3 separate regions of the Sus scrofa genome follow, and regions 1 and 3 are each linked to region 2. A link is a contact called in public HiChIP or PLAC-seq data. All regions are on one chromosome and are shown on one strand. The core of a region is the stretch at or near the end of the contact, and the rest is flanking DNA. Distances in the headings are between cores, read along the strand shown. Region 1 holds the start of LOC100624094 (spermatogenesis- and oogenesis-specific basic helix-loop-helix-containing protein 2). Region 2 holds the start of LOC106505265. Region 3 holds the start of SPG20 (spartin).

Region 1 (2,817 bases), core at 276-2,775, 550 kb after region 2:
GAAGAAGTGGCTAGTGGGGGAAAGTGTTCTCTCTCCAATCCCCACCCCCTCCTAATCTATTCTGTTGGAATTCAGAAGACAAATTCGTTAGCTAAGAGCAAACTGCCCGAGTGCTAATTGAAGACTTCCTTAGCTCCAGCATTTATCTTGCGAACCATTTTATAGTTTATTTGATACAAACTGTTCAGTATAGCAACCATAGGTTAGTTTTGTCAATTTTAATAATATAATAGCCAGTTATTTCACCAGCAAAAGCAAGCTTATTAGGAATAGCCAGAGGAACTGCAATTTGAGATAGGTGAACTATGGCGGATCACGAAACAATCCAGAGGACAGGGACTGGAAACTTGTTTTATAGAGAAAAGGAGGAGGTTAAGAAGGGTCGCAATAATCAGGGAGTCCAGCGGAGGAAGCTGGGAGTCTTATAAAGTATGAAAGCTTCTCATTGACTAGGCTGACGACTCAGTTTTCTTCCTGCAGGATACTAAAGGAGAGGCACCTTCCTGTCCTAGACAGACGTTTCTCGCTGTTAAGAGCAACTGAGGACTTATGGCAGGGTGTGTGAGCTCCTCCTACAGGCCTGCCCTGACTCCAGTTTTAGATGCGGTTTCTTCAATTCCAGTTTCTAACATTTTCCCCATAAATTATCAGTTTTCCAGGAATCTCCAGTAAGCAGCAATAACACATACTCAAATGTGCTTTTTATGCTCCCGCCCCCAATCTTTGTTTCCTTTTATAGGTACATGACCAATAGCATTTACTGACCACTCTGGGTCACTTTTCTCAGCAGTAAAAAGGCAGTAAACAGAACAAAGGAACTCCACCAGACTCCTTGAGCTGATTTCTGTTAGAAAACATGGTCCCATTGCTCACACTTCTCAAGTTTGTTCAACGGATGGAACATGTACCAGAGAAGTCAGAGGTAAAGTGAGCTGCATCTTTGGACCGGAGCCACGGATGGAACTAAAGCACAGGTAAGCCAAGAGTAGACTGCAAAGTTTGCAATTACAAATACAATCATGAAATTTCAAGTTGCAGTTGGGGCAGCTTTCAGCTAGGTCCGCAGACAGCTGCCAGATTTGCCAGAATTCAAAGACAATCTGAACTGAAGGCTCAAACAATCAGAATTCTAGTACCTTCTTTAGAGTCCTCCTCCCCAGACTCTCCGAGCCAAAGCCTGGGGGCTTGGTTAACTTAAGCAAAGAAAGGCACAGCTGTTCTGGGATCCAGCCCTTCCCTAACGAGGGCATGAACAACGTGAACGGCGGACATGTGTCGGGGTTTAAGCAAAGCAGCCAAGGCCAACAGCCCTCGACACCTTATCCTCAGGCACGCAGGCCACGCACACTCCCCCTGCCATCTTGGGCAAGGCTTGCCCCCTCCGCGGGTTTGGGAGAAGGATGGACGCCGCGGCCCACAGGACTTGCGAAGGAGTTTGGAGGTGTCCCGAGCACAAGCAGCCCTCCTCGCGTTTAAGCCGCTCTGGGCAGCCCAGCCTGTGTCCCGCCCCCACCGCCGTCCTGTGACGTCATCCGGAGGCGCCGGGATGCGACCGTGAGGCAGGTCGCCCTGACAACGGCCTGACCAAGTTTGGCCTCTCCCAGCTTCTGGGTGTTCCCTGAGGTTTAGCGTTGGGAGCCGGTCGAGGGAAGGTGTGGGTGGCTTCTGATCTAACACTATGGAGGAGGGACGAAGCGACACCTTCGACGGTGTGAGCACCGACCGCCTTAAATTGGAGTTACTAGAAGAAATCCACCTGAAGTGAGTTGGGGGGGCGCACTCCCGTCGGGTGTAGGGTTCACGTCCGCGCCTGCGCCTGTTGGTGCCCCGTGGTTCACGGCCAAAGCCACTGAGGCTGATGTGACACCTGCAGTGTGATTAATACCTAGGCAAAAGTAGTGACATCAAGAAGCAGTCAGTGTTTTATAGCAAAGATTCCTTTACCTCTTGCATTTGCTATTAGAATAGGTTTTGAGCTAGGATGTCCTGCCTTCAGGATCAAGCCAAATGGAGTGCCCTGTGTGCATATACTACATGATGCTGAAATATCAGTTTGCTGTTAATGGTCCACTAATTTCAGGGTTTCTGTTTCAGATTCAAAAGGTTGAAATATCATGCTTCTCTTTCATCCCTTTAGAAGAGCTTAAGAATTTGGTGACATTTTGTAAAAATGAAGCCCCTACTATATATAGTTCTTAAAATACTCAGTATTAATACTTTTTACTGGAGGATCTCCGTTGCCCTGAACTGTGGTGTAGGTCGCAGACGCGGCTCAGATCCCGCGTTGCTGTGGCGGTAGCGTAGGCTGGCAGCTGCAGCTCCAGTTAGATCCTTAGCCTGGGAACCTCCATGTGCCACCGGTGCGGCCCTAAAAAAGACAAAAAACAAAGTAACAAACAAACAAACAAAAAAAACTTACTACTAAGTCTTTGAAACTTTTAAATATTTTTAAAAAGAAGCCCACAACCACACCATCAGGCTCCAGGAGAGCTAGATTCTTCTGTCCCTATGACTTCTTGCTTTTTTTCTCTATTATAGCCCCACCACGCTCTTTTAACTGTTCAGTTATTTCTTGATCTGGTACTCAACTGTAAGCACTCTGAGGCCAGGTTCTGTATTCCCTGAAGCAACAGAGTATAGGAACCAATACTTTAGAGAAATCCTGTATAAATTCAAATCCTAGCTCTTATTACACAGCAACTACATGGTCTTGGGCAAGTTAATGAACCTCTTAAGTCTAAGTTTGGTGTAGAAACCATTATCTCACACATAGGGTTGTTGCCAGGACTAAGTGAAATGTATGTTAAGTACTTAGCA
Region 2 (2,762 bases), core at 200-2,699:
TGCAGGAATTGTGTCTTCCCTTTCAGGAGGATGGGCTGGGCAGCAAGGGACGCTTGTTCCACGTTTCTTTCACTGTATAAATTCAACAAGGCTCCCTACCTCACAAACAGCCACAGGCTACTTCGCATTTTTCGGACCTGGATGTAGGGCCAGAGAAGGCGCTCGTGGGCCTCGCCCCACCATCGTGCCTGAGCCTCGACAAAGCTCGCGGGGACCAACCGCAAACCGGAGTGTGCTGGTATCTGGCCTCCCGACCGCGGCCCCGCCTTCCCAGCTCCACCACTTCCGCCCAGCCCGCCAGTCGAATTGCGGGCGCCGGAACAGACGATTGGCGGGGCTACAGCGCTGCGCCGGCGAAAGGGCGTGCGGAGCGAGCCCCTGGCCGGCGTGCAGCTGGCGGCGGGGGGCCGAGGCTGCACGTCACGTTCCGGCCGAGCCAGCGGCGCCGTCACGAGGCGGCTCCGGGCACAGGTGGGCCTCGGCGGGCGGGGTAAGCGCGCGAGATTCGGGGCGGGGTCAGAGGTGAGGGAGCGATTTCCCAAGTGGCTTTTCGCCGCTTCAGGGCCCAAAGCCGACGGGAGAAAGACGTTGTTCCCACAGACGCGGCGGGCCGAGGCGAGCGAGCTGCCGTCGGTGTTGGTCCCCTCCGTTGCCTCTTGGAGGCTGTCACGCCACGGTTTTCATTTTAGTCTTGACTTTGGGGTTCCGGTTACAGGTATTTCCGGAAGCTCGCAAGAATTTTGCGTAGCTTCTTTGGGGGCGGGTTTCTCGGTGTCCATATTGAATAAAGGCTGTTCGCTGCGCTGTGGAGATAGGGCGTTTTTCAGGTAAAGTCTAAATTGTTAACGGAAGCTCGAGCCTTTGGAGGAGACTCACGTCGATCAGGGCAGTCAGTGAGACTGATGGCGACATTTAAATTGGATTGAATACTGGTCCTCGCCGTGGTTACTGGGAATTCGGAAATAAACTTGGCGAATAGCTGCCCCTGGAAGCCATCTCCGATAGTCTCCACAGGGGAGGGGCTCCGTTTTCCCGGTACAAAACCCAAAGCCCCTGGTAGAAATCAAACTAGTTATGATGTAAAATTAGATCAAAATTAGGAGGAATCGAGTCCTTGTTTTAAATGTTTTGCTTTAAAAAAATCTAAAAACGGGTGCTGGATTGAGTGGTCTGAAGGTTGTAAAATTTACTAAAAGAAACTTTAAGATTTAAAAGAGAGAGGGGTCTGAATTCCGGTCCAGTTGTGTGATCTTGGGAAAGCCACTGGTTGTGACAGCCTTATTCTGTAAAATAGAGATGATAATTACAGTGATTTTTCTCATAGCGTTCTAGTAAATTCTGCGTAGTCAACATATTTGGTTTTTAAGTGGTGTCCGTAGTTACTGTGTTTTGTGGTACTTAGAGGTCGCTAAGCATACCTCTCACCCAGTCCCCCCCTTCCGTCTCCATTCAGTGACAAGAGATCTAATTTTAAAGTCATTAAATTTTGCCTATACTTAGTGTATCTTCATCTTTGGATTCATTGATCAGAAAATTTTCACCTTAACTTGAGTTCATCTTAAACCTCCCACGAGCTCTTCTGGAGTAGGATTAATGTCTTATTTATTTTTAAAATTATTATTTCTGGAACCTCTACGGTGGTTGTCATTTCTGGTGGTTTGTGGGTTTTTTACCTGATTTCTCCACCCTTCTTTTTCTCAAACCCGAACTGGTAAAACTTAAGCTTTGGTTTCACCAAAAACAAAGCAAAACAATTTTACATGGAAAATACTGTTTTCTGTCACTTAAAGATGTGCTCAGCTGTGTACGGTCACGGGGCGGGGGGTGGATGGTTGCAAGGAGTTATGTAAAGAATTAGATTAAAAATAAGCCTCGTTTAGGGTCACTCTGAGAGCAAACATACCATCTTCGGGAGGCAGAGAGCATAGATAGCAACACAGGCAGCACCATCGAATCCCCTAGAGCTCTTCAGAAATGCTGATCCCTGAGCACTACTCCAGACCAGCTAATTAGAATCTCTGGAGAGTGGAGGGTGGTATCCTACCTTTTAAAGGTCCGCAAGGTTACTCAGTAGTGCTGCGAGGATGAGAACTTGTGTGTTAGAGGAATGAGGTTCTCAGGGAGTGTATCTTGTTTGAGGAGGGGAAAGGCTGGAAGGTCTGGAGCTGCATTGGAAGATAGCTGGAACGTTTGGGAGGACTTTTATTAGCAGGTATGCTGAGACGTATGATTTGTAAAGTGAACTGTACAGTGACCAAGGCCAGAGGGCAGGCTGTTAAAATAATCCAGGGTAACAGTGAGTGCAGCAGCAGTGATGGTTGAAGAAGTTTAAAAATATTTATTTTCTCTCCTAAATGTTAAATATTTTTAAGAAACTGAGTAATGATTTTAACTTGCAAACTGTATCTGGCCCTACCTAGTTAAAAATGTACTTTTCAAAAAATGAATGGCTAATATATATGACTGGGTCACTTTGCTATACAGCAGAAATTGGCATATTGTAAGTCAGTCGTAATTTAAGAAAATGAGTGGCTCAGGAGTTGCCAACATGACTTGGCGATAACAAACCCAACTCGGATCCATGAGAATTTGGGTTCAATCCCTGGCCTCACTCAGTGAGTTAAGGATCCAGTGTTGCTGTGAGCTATGATCCAGGTCGCAGACTCAGTTCAGATCTGGCCTTGCTGTGGCATAGATTGGCATCTACAGCTCTAGTTCGACCCCTACCCTGGGAACTTCCATATGCTGCAGGTGCGGCCCTA
Region 3 (2,700 bases), core at 13-2,512, 520 kb after region 2:
TATATTTTTGGAGAAATGTCTTTTCAAATTCTTTGCCTGTATATATACTATAATTATTATATTATAATTAATATAAAATTAGATTAATTACCTTGTTAATTATTAGGTTTTAAGGGATACACACACACACACACACACACACACACACACACATATAGTTGTTGTTGTTGCTGTTTTGTTTTCCTTCTTCTTTTTGGCCACCCCACAGCATATGGAGTTCCTGGGCCAGGGATCAGATGGGAGCCACAGGTGCAACTTAAGCCGCAGCTGTGGCAACACTGGATTTTTAACCTACTGTGCTGCACCAGGATCACACCTGCATTTCAGGGCTCCCAAGCCGCAGTTGATCCCTTTGTGCCACAGCAAGAACTCCTGTTCTTTATATATCTGAAATACAAGTAAAATGTGGTGATTTGAAAATACATTCTCATAGTCTGTAGGTTGTATTTTCTTTTTTTTTTTTTTTTTTTGGTCTTTTTCGGGCTATATCTGGTGGCATATGGAAGTTCCTAGGCTAGGAGTTGAATCGGAGCTGCAGCTGCCAGCCTACACCACAGCCACAGCAATACAGATCCAAGGCACATCTGCGACCTACTCTGAAGGTCATGGCAACACAGGATCCTTAACCCACTGAGCAAGACGAGGTATCAAACCTGCGTCCTCATGGATGCTAGTCAGATTGGTTTCCACTGAGCCACAATGGAACTCCTGAGCTTGTTTTTTTTGTTTGTTTTTGTTTTTAATTTAAAAACAATAGAATATCAAAAGATTACTGCTAAGCACAAAGAAAAGACATTTAAAGTTTCTGATGTTAGTGCTTTTCTATGTATGAGATGATAGATGAGTCTGAGCTCATTATTCCTTAGCTATGCATATTAACTACCTAGGGCCAGTAGCCAAAGCGCAAACCACTTTGCGTTTTTCTCCGTTCTGAACTGGATCCTCTCCGGGCTCTTGTGGGCGCTGGCTTGATTCTTGCAGAACTGGAAAAGCAGGCTACATGCCTGTCCACACATCTATAGTATTTTACTAATTTCAAATAACTTTAGAAGAAACGGAGAATATGTACACTTTGATTTTCCCCTTTTAGCTTCCCATAATCATAAATGGTATTAGCCACTTGCTATTTATCCTTAGGCGTCAGGAATTTAATATTTTTTAGCCTTCCGGCCCTCAAGGCTCCCCCTAGCCGCCACAGCGCTCTCCGCCCACCACTCTCGCCCTGTCCCTCCTGCAGCCTGGGGTCGGGGAAGGAAAGACATTGCGCAAGCGCGAGGGCTGTCGACGTGGCCGGGAGACCCTGGTTGGGGTCCGCGCTGAGCCCGCTGGCTCACGTGGTTCTCCCCGGGCCTGCTGCCCTCGCTCTTTTCTCCTCTCGGAGTTTTACAGTGACTCTGGGGTTCGAGGTGGACTGACGTCTCCCCAGAGACCACATGGAAGGTCAGAGTGGACAGAACTTGGGGGCGGGGGCACGCGGTGACAGGCCCCAGGGGCAGAGGCCCCAGTGGGCGTCACGTGAAGGCCCAGCTGCGGGGGCCGTGCGCTCGCGCTCAGGTCACGCGGGAGCCGGCGGGCGGGGCGGCGCGGGCGCGTGACGTGGCGCGCTCCGCAGCGCGCGGCTCCGAACGCTTTGTCAGTGCGGGCGTGCGGGCGCGCGCCTGCGGGGCGCCGAGAACTTTGGGCAACTCCGCAGATCGCTTGGCGGCCGCGCCGCGTCGGAGGGAGAGGGCCGTGGGCTGCGGCCGCCAGGCGGGGAACTCTGCTGGCGGCGCCGAGGCGCCCGAGGCCTGTCAGGCACAGGTGGGCGGCGGCCGGCGGGAGGAAGTCGCCGCTGAGCGGGACCCCAAGGCGGGCGGGTGGCGGGAGCGCCCAGGGCCCGCGGGCTGGAGGGCCCAGAAGGGCGGAGAAGGCTGCGGGACCTCATCCAAGTCTCAGATGAAACTTTCGTGGAAGGGAGCTACTGTGGGAGAGACTAGTTTAAGCTGTTCGTTGTCAGCCCCCAGCTTCTGTATTTACGGAACCGTCAGCTCCGTAGGACGCCCCCCCCCCCACCGCCCCGCTTCCTATTTACTGTTGGGATGGAGAGCGCTGCCTTCCCCGTGGATCTGCGTCCTCCTACCTGAGCTTCTGTGTTGACCCTTTCTGCTGTTCTGCCCCCGCTGTTTTCCCTACCTTGGAAAACCGCAGCGATTATTCAGCCTCTCCTAGCGCTTCCAGCTTTCGTGGAAGTTCGGCAGCCTTTCGTTACAGAAAGGTCAACAACTTCGGGAATGGATAGCGCGCGATTTTACTCTTTCGAATACGGTCGTTCACGTTTGTTAGGGGCTGAGCACTGCAGAGGTTGCCTCCGATTTACTCTGTGTCTAGGAAAAGTTTCGCTGGGAGTGCGCAGTTTCGTGACTCGGCATTATTGCGTTACTCTAGGATTGGCCCAGTTTTCCGCTCTGTAGTTGTAATTAACTGCTTTACTCTTTGTCTGGAGGTCACTCGGTATTCGCTTTATTGTGTTGTTAATTGAATGAGTGTGCCGTCCAGATTGTTGTTGCCTGTGAAATACGGGCCCTAGGTACTTAGGAATTCAACAGTTTTCTTTGAAATTTTCAAAAGCAGAACAAACGGAAAGGCGAAAGGGCACCTTAAGAATGTCCCCGATTATAAATGGAGCTATTTTTTGATTCTCTCTCTTTTACAGTAACGGAC

Evidence for each region. HiChIP or PLAC-seq counts read pairs in DNA pulled down with a chosen protein or histone mark.
Region 1: an H3K27ac HiChIP or PLAC-seq map of alveolar macrophages shows a contact between it and region 2. The contact joins the promoter of LOC100624094 here to the promoter of LOC106505265 in region 2. A contact is called at or near these places in 1 of 5 promoter capture datasets (liver), 1 of 47 Hi-C or Micro-C datasets (embryonic fibroblasts) and 1 of 2 datasets of contacts at active chromatin or transcription factors (alveolar macrophages).
Region 3: an H3K27ac HiChIP or PLAC-seq map of alveolar macrophages shows a contact between it and region 2. The contact joins the promoter of SPG20 here to the promoter of LOC106505265 in region 2. A contact is called at or near these places in 1 of 5 promoter capture datasets (fetal liver) and 2 of 2 datasets of contacts at active chromatin or transcription factors (alveolar macrophages and skeletal muscle).

What each region holds. Positions count from the first base shown.
Region 1 is chr11:12,308,433-12,311,249 of Sscrofa11.1, reverse strand. It overlaps LOC100624094 (spermatogenesis- and oogenesis-specific basic helix-loop-helix-containing protein 2), which reads left to right and starts at 1,525. Exons shown (of 20, transcript XM_021065387.1): 1 at 1,525-1,761. The coding sequence starts at 1,679.
Region 2 is chr11:12,862,477-12,865,238 of Sscrofa11.1, reverse strand. LOC106505265 reads right to left here and starts at 1,449. Exons shown (of 8, transcript XM_021065389.1): 1 at 1,419-1,449; 2 at 877-1,053; 3 at 734-803; 4 at 100-663. The coding sequence starts at 1,449. It overlaps SUPT20H (transcription factor SPT20 homolog), which reads left to right and starts at 304. Exons shown (of 24, transcript XM_021065260.1): 1 at 304-471.
Region 3 is chr11:12,344,788-12,347,487 of Sscrofa11.1, reverse strand. SPG20 (spartin) reads left to right here and starts at 1,262. Exons shown (of 11, transcript XM_021065568.1): 1 at 1,262-1,440. The coding sequence starts at 1,434. LOC110255803 (a long non-coding RNA gene) reads right to left here. Exons shown (of 5, transcript XR_002336656.1): 1 at 2,173-2,700; 2 at 92-387.